Linked DNA regions of Triticum aestivum: region 1 is linked to region 2. The links are chromatin contacts, called in public Hi-C maps. All regions are on one chromosome and are shown on one strand. The core of a region is the stretch at or near the end of the contact, and the rest is flanking DNA. Distances in the headings are between cores, read along the strand shown.

What was found. A called contact is a pair of places that touch in the nucleus more often than the background predicts.
Region 1: a Hi-C map of leaf shows a contact between it and region 2, with 9 times the contacts expected there. The contact joins the promoter of LOC123188435 here to the promoter of LOC123188432 in region 2. A contact is called at or near these places in 2 of 5 Hi-C or Micro-C datasets (both in leaf).

The regions. Positions count from the first base shown.
Region 1 is chr1A:38,839,473-38,843,391 of IWGSC CS RefSeq v2.1, reverse strand. LOC123188435 (ribonuclease II, chloroplastic/mitochondrial) reads right to left here and starts at 1,370. Exons shown (of 14, transcript XM_044600557.1): 1 at 1,060-1,370. The coding sequence starts at 1,268. It overlaps TRNAE-CUC (transfer RNA glutamic acid (anticodon CUC)), which reads left to right and starts at 1,603; the gene lies at 1,603-1,675.
Region 2 is chr1A:38,561,456-38,565,398 of IWGSC CS RefSeq v2.1, reverse strand. It overlaps LOC123188432, which reads left to right and starts at 2,689. Exons shown (of 4, transcript XM_044600545.1): 1 at 2,689-2,964; 2 at 3,581-3,678. The coding sequence starts at 3,586.

The DNA of each region.
Region 1 (3,919 bases), core at 121-2,620, 280 kb before region 2:
TTATGTTTTTTGTGTGGCTTTCCTGATGAACCGCAGCTGGACGTCTGATCGTCCGTCTAGCTAGGAGGGGGCTCCGTCACCAGTGAGTGTGCCCATTGTGCTCTCAAGACTGGCCGTGCATCTATGCCAGAGAAATTTGGTTCCTGTCCCTGCAATGGCTCGGGTTCCAACACCTCGCCCTTGGCCCTAACGTGACGATTCTCGAGCAGTGGATTGGTGCCAAACAACACTGTCTCAACTACACTCAGGAAGGGCTGCATTTTGGTGAACCTGTGCACCCTCCATTCTGTCTGGTGCTAAAGGAACAGGTGTGTGGGTTCAAGAACAAGGCCCTTCCAGCTTAACCGTGGGCAAGATTAAGGATGGGTGCCGCTAGTGGAAGATTGTAGGTGGAGCCGTGGAGGTAATCTAGCAAGTGTGATCCTGTAGTGTGCATCCGGTGGGGGTGGGTTGACGCACAATCGTGGCTGTGTTGTCATGTAATGCTCTTGCCAATGGTGACGGTATACATTCTACAATTTTCTCATTCCACAATTCGATGAAAAAAGGGAACATCCATATTGCTGATGTGAATTTAGCTAAAGTCCTTGTACCATTTCCAACAGACAGCGTGGCAGTGCATTTCCCACAGGAAATGGTTTTGGAGACCACTACACTGTCCTAGTACAATTCCACGACTAAATCTCCTTATGTAATGTACTGCAGAGCAAATTGCATAAAGCAAATGTACCTAGAAGAATTGCTTCATCTTACTCACAAGCCAAGCCGTTGTTCGAACTATGATCATGAATTCATGAGAGCGAGGTTAAAGTTCGATACCCTGATTCCATGTTCGATTTGGTACAGGCAGCGAACCAGCAAAATCTGCCGTGGGCAGTGGCAGCATAGCACAGGCATCGGCACACGAGCGGCTCGCAGCGGCCGGGCGGGACGGCGCAGCGTGGAGGCTGCGCAAAGGTAGGCGTACGTGCGTCCGCGGAGGGATTGCTAGGAACGGGCGACGGCGGCGAGGCAGGAGGGCAGACAGCTGAGCTCTTACAATGCGAAAGGGGGCATTACCTTGCGGAGACCCGGACCCGCCTGCGGGACCGGAGCTCCTGGAGGACGGAGTCGACGAGGCGGCCCCGGCAGGCGGCAGTGGCGCCGAACGCGGAGCGGCCCGCGGGGGCCAGGCGGGCGGCGCGGGCGAGCGGGCGGAGGCGGAAGAAGGCCAGCGCCGCCGAGGAGCACCCGCTCGCCGCCCTCGCCGCCATGGGCGATGGCCGCATATGCGCGCGCGCCCGCGGTCGAGGGAGAGAGGGAGGGGGGCGCCGGTGAGCCTCGCTCGCCGCTGCCGCTGCTCCGGCCGGGGATTTTGGCGATAAGAGAGGAGAGAGCGGTTCCGCACGCGAGTGGAGGGAGGAAGGCGAGGGCGAGGCTGCTGCTGTGGCGGACTGGGCCTGGGCCTCTCGTGGCGGGGATGCATGGGCCGGCACTGGTTAGTGGGTGATGATTTCGAGCGCAGCGCAGCGTTTCGGCCCGATCCGTCAAGGCTGGTGACCAAGCGATTATTAAGGCCGAGAGTACTCACTTTGAAGTTTTGTTACTGGGAGAGAAAAAAAATCCGTCGTAGTCTAGGTGGTTAGGATACTCGGCTCTCACCCGAGAGACCCGGGTCCAAGTCCCGGCGACTGAATTTTTTGGCCTTTTTGTCACCCACCCTGTTTGCTTCCTGTCTCTGAAATTGCACGTCACTGCAAACTTTTTTTTTGAAGTTATGTCACTGCAAACTTAACGATCGATCAATGAATTAAGGGGGGAAGACACCACAGATTCAGTTCTCCTTTTCTATTACAACGGGGCCTCGAAGTGATTTATAATCTTGGGATGCTCTCCGGTGATTGTTGAGCCAAGACTCGTTTAAGCATGCGATGGTATAGTCGGGATCTAGAGTCGATTCGCGGTGATTCTAGCCGACTGTTTCACAAGACATTTAGAGTCGGTTTGGTTTCATTTTAAAATTGTAGCCGACTGCTTCCATAAGGCCTTCAGATCTGGTTGGTTTCATTCCAACACTGCCCACATGATGCTAATATAGTAGCGCACACTTTGCATCGACAAGCTTATGATTCGAATTCTTATTTGCGTTAGGAGGGCAGCCCTTCTCAAAAATGCCAACAAGCTTATGATTCGAATCTCCGAGCACGGATGGCATGGCACTCTCAGGCAAGAAGCATTCATCCAGGTGCATGTTACGCGTGCCGCGATCTGACCCACTCATCTCGCACATGCTCACGTCATCCATTCCTTTTCTCCTTACCCCAATAGACCAAAAGAAAGATGCAGAGCGAAGCGACAACTACACATATCCATTTCTACCCTTCTTCTATGCCGCTGAGCTCCTCCTTCTAAGACCTCCGGATCCGCCGTGATGTAGGGATCAAAGATGCCCGAGATGTTGACTAGAGGGTGAGTTCATTTATTTTTCTTAGTTGTTTTTAGAGACTACCGCAAATACGCAGCCGACGTTGCCCTTTTTTGGGATGCCCAAAAACGTTTTGCAAAATTTTGCAGCAAGGGCAGTTGTTGGAGCGGATCCAAAAGCCCAATAAATGGTTATGCCCTAAAATAGGGTTGATTTTGGAGATGCTCTTATCATCTACCAACTTATTTTCTACAACAATTGATCTCCCTTTTTTGTGCCTTCATGTTCAAATCATGTAAAATGGCGGAGGTTTTTAATTGGTTGTGCTCTTCTTTTTTGTGGGAGCAGTAGGTTGTTCCATTGTTGTCCACTGTTAGTTTTGTGCAGGTTTTGCCATACCTGAAATTTTATGAAATACTTCCTCCGTCCCATAATATAAGAACGACCGTTTTTTACACTACACTAGTGTAAAAAAAACACTTTTATCTACTACCCCTATAAAAGCACGAGAGGGCGGAGAACCAATACATCTCAACCGTCTAATGGAGAGATCTGACGATCAAAATCATCTCAATGTTTAATGTTTAGCATCAACCACGCGGTTAGTGTACGGTTAAACCACTAAACTTTCCTCCACGCAGCAACCCACGCCCTCCGCTTAATCCTCCTCTGCCCCGCTGCATCCGACGCGCCCAGCCGCCCCTCCGCCCCACTCCTGGCTCCGCGCTCGGTCGCCCCTGCTCCCCGTCCGCCCTTGCTCCTCTACCACAGCCAACACTCCTCCACCAGTGCCCGCCGCGCCCGGCCTCCCCCGGCGTCCGCGCCTGTCTGGCCGCCCCTACTCCCCCGCCAGTCCCCGTCCCAGATGCCGCCTTGTGCGCCCCCGCGCCCGGCCGCCCCCAGCGCGCATCCGCTCCATGCCTACCCGCGCACGTCGCCGACGGCCCTCCATGCCTCCCACGACATGCCCATGGAGCTCTTTCTGCAAAAAATCCCTCACCAATTGGAGCGCCAAGGAAACCCATATCCTTTCTCGTAAGTAATCATCATCAATAAGGAGGAGTATTTATGCTCAATTATGTGCATGTACTGATTTCTTCACTTCCCCATGGATTTACCTTCACACAGATGAATAATCATCATCCACCTGCATCTCCATTACGATCAGAAGAATGTTCTCCATTTAAGGACCTGACAATCACGCCTAATCATGGGAATGCAAATGCCCTATGTGAAAATCTTCGAGAATAACTGAATTGGGGTCAAAATTGGGACGCCCAAGTGTCTGATGAGAAGATAATGGAATACAACAGGAAGCGACCTACAACCCTCTCCATTGCCCAAAGTAATGTAAGCTAGAGGAATTCTTATTAATGCTTTAGTCCATTTTAGAATCTGGTAAGGGAAAGGATACAATGTGCATGCATGTGAGTTGTATACATTGCATTCCACATGACAATTTCATTTGGCCTACTTACATGCCGTCAGAAGCTGGACATGGACTCCATGCAAATA
Region 2 (3,943 bases), core at 1,440-3,939:
ATTCCATTTAATACCTAATTGATTTTTTAAAGCCATGCATGGCAACTTCATGATGAATAGCAGGCAGGCAATTTCTCAAAGCTATTTGATGATAATTAGGCCATTGCAAGTTCCAATCCTTGTTGTTGGCCACTATCTCCACTCTCACATGGCAAATTTCATTCAAGTGCATACTTACTTTCTCGGACTTATGTGTTGGAAATATGCCCTAGAGGCAATAATAAAATGGTTATTATTATATTTCTTTGTTCATGATAATTGTCTATTGTTCATGCTATAATTGTGTTATCCGGAAATCGTAATACATGTGTGAATACATAGACCACAAAACGTCCCTAGTGAGCCTCTAGTTGACTAGCTCGTTGATCAAAAGATAGTCATGGTTTCCTGACTATGGACATTGGATGTCATTGATAACGGGATCACATCATTAGGAGAATGATGTGATGGACAAGACCCAATCCTAAGCATAGCTCAAAGATCGTGTAGTTCGTTTGCTATAGCTTTTCCGAATGTCAAGTATCATTTCCTTAGACCATGAGATTGTGCAACTCCCGGATACCGTAGGAGTGCTTTGGGTGTGCCAAACGTCACAACGTAACTGGGTGACTATAAAGGTACACTACGGGTATCTCCGAAAGTGTCTGTTGGGTTGGCACGAATCGAGACTGGAATTTGTCACTCCGTATGACGGAGAGGTATCTCTGGGCCCACTCGGTAATGCATCATCATAATGAGCTCAATGTGACCAAGTGGTTGATCACGGGATCATGCATTACGGTACGAGTAGAGTGACTTGCCAGTAACGAGATTGAACGAGGTATTGGGATACCGACGATCGGGTCTCGGGCAAGTAACGTACCGATTGACAAAGGGAATTGTATACGGGATTGATCGAATCCTCGACATCGTGGTTCATCTGATGAGATCATCGAGGAGCATGTGGGAGCCAACATGGGTATCCAGATCCCGCTGTTGGTTATTGACCGGAGAGTCGTCTCGGTCATGTCTGCGTGTCTCCCGAACCCGTAGGGTCTACACACTTAAGGTTCGGTGACGCTAGGGTTGTTGAGATATTGGTATACGGTAACCCGAAAGTTGTTCGGAGTCCCGGATGAGATCCCGGACGTCACGAGGAGTTTCAGAATGGTCCGGAGGTGAAGATTTATATATAGGAAGTTAAGTTTCGGCCATCGGAAAAGTTTCGGGGGTAATCGGTATTGTACCGGGACCACCGGAAGGGTCCCGGGGGTCCACCGGGTGGGGCCACATATCCCGGAGGGCCCCATGGGCTGAAGTGGGAGGGGAACCAGCCCCTAGTGGGCTGGTGCGCCCCCATGGGCCTCCCCTGCGCCTAGGGTTGGAAACCCTAGGGGTGGGGGCGCCCCACTTGGCTTGGGGGGCACTCCACCCCCCTTGGCCGCCGCCCCCCTTGGAGATTGCATCTCCTAGGGCCGGCGCCCCCATAGGGGTCCTATATATAGTCGGGGGGAGGAAGGGCAGCCGCACCCTAGCCCCTGGCGCCTCCCTCTCCCTCCCGTGACAATCCTCCCTCTCCCTGAGCTTGGCGAAGCCCTGCCGAGATCACCGTTGCTTCCACCACCACGCCGTCGTGTTGCTGGATCTTCATCAACCTCTCCTTCCCCCTTGCTGGATCAAGTTGGAGGAGACGTCTTCCCAACCGTACGTGTGTTGAACGCGGAGGTGCCGTCCGTTCGGCGCTAGGTCATCGGTGATTTAGATCACGACGAGTACGACTCCATCAACCCGTTCTCTTGAACGCTTCCGCGCGCGATCTACAAGGGTATGTAGATGCACTCCCCTCTCCCTCGTTGCTAGATGACTCCATAGATTGATCTTGATGATGCGTAGAAAATTTTAAAATTCTGCTACGTTCCCCAACATTATGTTTCTGTTCTTTCTCGTTATGTTGTACACACCAATTTTGGTGGTTATTCCAGGTACAATACTCCCTGCATTTGGGGATTATCAGCGCCCTGATAAATTTTTTAGCCGTGGGACATCGGCTCTCAAGTAGAACTCGGCGGCGATTTGGAGTCTAGCCGTTGCATAGGGGAGTTTATGCTCCCCGATTATTGTTGAGTCGGACTCATTGGAAATGTAAAATGCTCGAGATTGGGCGTCCTACATAATGGTTCTAGTCGACTGTTTCCGGAAGGCTTCCTCAATCGGTGAGGTTTCATCCCAACATTGTCCCATGGGGTGCCAATACACATTAACGCACATTTTAGCTTGACATGCTTATGATTCAAATTTCCATTTGTGCCTGGAGGGACGCCCCCTAGTTTATACCTCATTGTAACTATTCCAATGAAGTGAGACGAATGGCATTCCCTAGAAAAAGTTAAGAAAAATTTGTATTTTCTACTTATTATTCCCTTCGTCCGAAATTACTCGTCGCTCAAGATAGATGTATCCAGCACTAAGATACATCCATTTCAGTGACAACAAGGTTGCATGTGTTTTTCAATACCGAAAAATCATCTGATTCTAGTAAATCACAGCGCGCGCTCTCTCTCTCTGTATTGTACTGTACAGTACAAAACAACGGATTCCCTAGAGATCCGAATGGAACGAGATCAGTTAGAACTATTTTCATCCTTTCAGGCGAGATTCAGTTAAAAAGATTCGGTCTTCTTTCTGTAACAAAGGCAAAGATTCTCCCTTCTGTGTTCCCCGTGCTCCCCGGAAAAGCCCAACCGTGCGCCGTCCGAAGCGGCCTCGCCGGGCCCGCCGGGCCCACTCGCAGCCTCACACCGCACACTGCTATATCCGTCCGTGGCCTGTGGGGTGGAGTTGACCACAGACCTTCCTTCCTCCATCCTCCCACCGCCGTGAATTGCAGGAGTGGCGGACGCGCGGGGAGAAGAGAAGAGAAGAGAAGAGAAGAGAGATTCACGCGCGGCGGAGCCCGGCCACCTCCTTCCGACGTCTCCGCCCACGGTAATCCGGCCCGATCTCGATCTTGTCTCCAGTCTCTTCGCGTTGGTTGCCCGGTGGGGATGGGATGGGAGTGGTACACGGACTGATCCATCCATCGGTTCTCCCTCCTCCGGATGGGAAGGTGGTTTCGCCGATCGGCGTCGCTTCTCGGGCTGGCGGCGGGGAGTGGGAGCCGGAATGGATCGGCTGGTGCGACGGCGACGGGTCTCGATAGATTGATGCTAGGAGTACTACCATTTTCGTTGTCCCCCAATGTAATTTCGGATGCGCAGATCCCCTCGGCAACTTATACCCATCCTCATTTAGAATCTGAGAAGGCATGTTATGCTAGTTTATTGAGCCGTATGCATCTTATTGATGCAGAGGCTGGGGTTGCACCCCTTTTCAAAAAAAAAAAAAAAATGTTATGCTAGTTTATTTATTTGGCGCCAGTTTTATTTATTTGGCAACTGTGGCGCCGGGCGGGAAATGCCGGGGGATATAAGAGGTTGTTGTTATTACTAGCCTAGTTGCATTTACATTGCTGTTGCTATGCCGTCGTGATGACACATTCGTTCGTGTTGCATTGATATTGATGCTGTCTCTATCCCGGCGGTATACGTGCATTGTTACGCAGGAGCCATGGGTTTGACTTCGGCGAAGGGGATCGCCCTCACCGTCTCCTTGTTTGGCCTCCTCGCGTTTCTGCTCGGCGTCATCGCAGAAAACAAAAAGGTTTGTGTTGTTTATATCTGTTATATGATGTATCATACATGCACTTTCTTGTGGAGAGCGCTGACTGAATTCAGTACATGTTCCCGAATATGTTTTTCAGTAAAAAATATTACTAGCACACATCAGTTCAGGAACCACCTCCTTTGCAATAAGATTCATCGCCTGTGAAATTTGGGTCCCATATCAGGACCATAATCAAATTTATTTACTTCACTCCAACAGTCCAACTGTGTATAGGGGAGCATGCATAATCAGACTAATCATG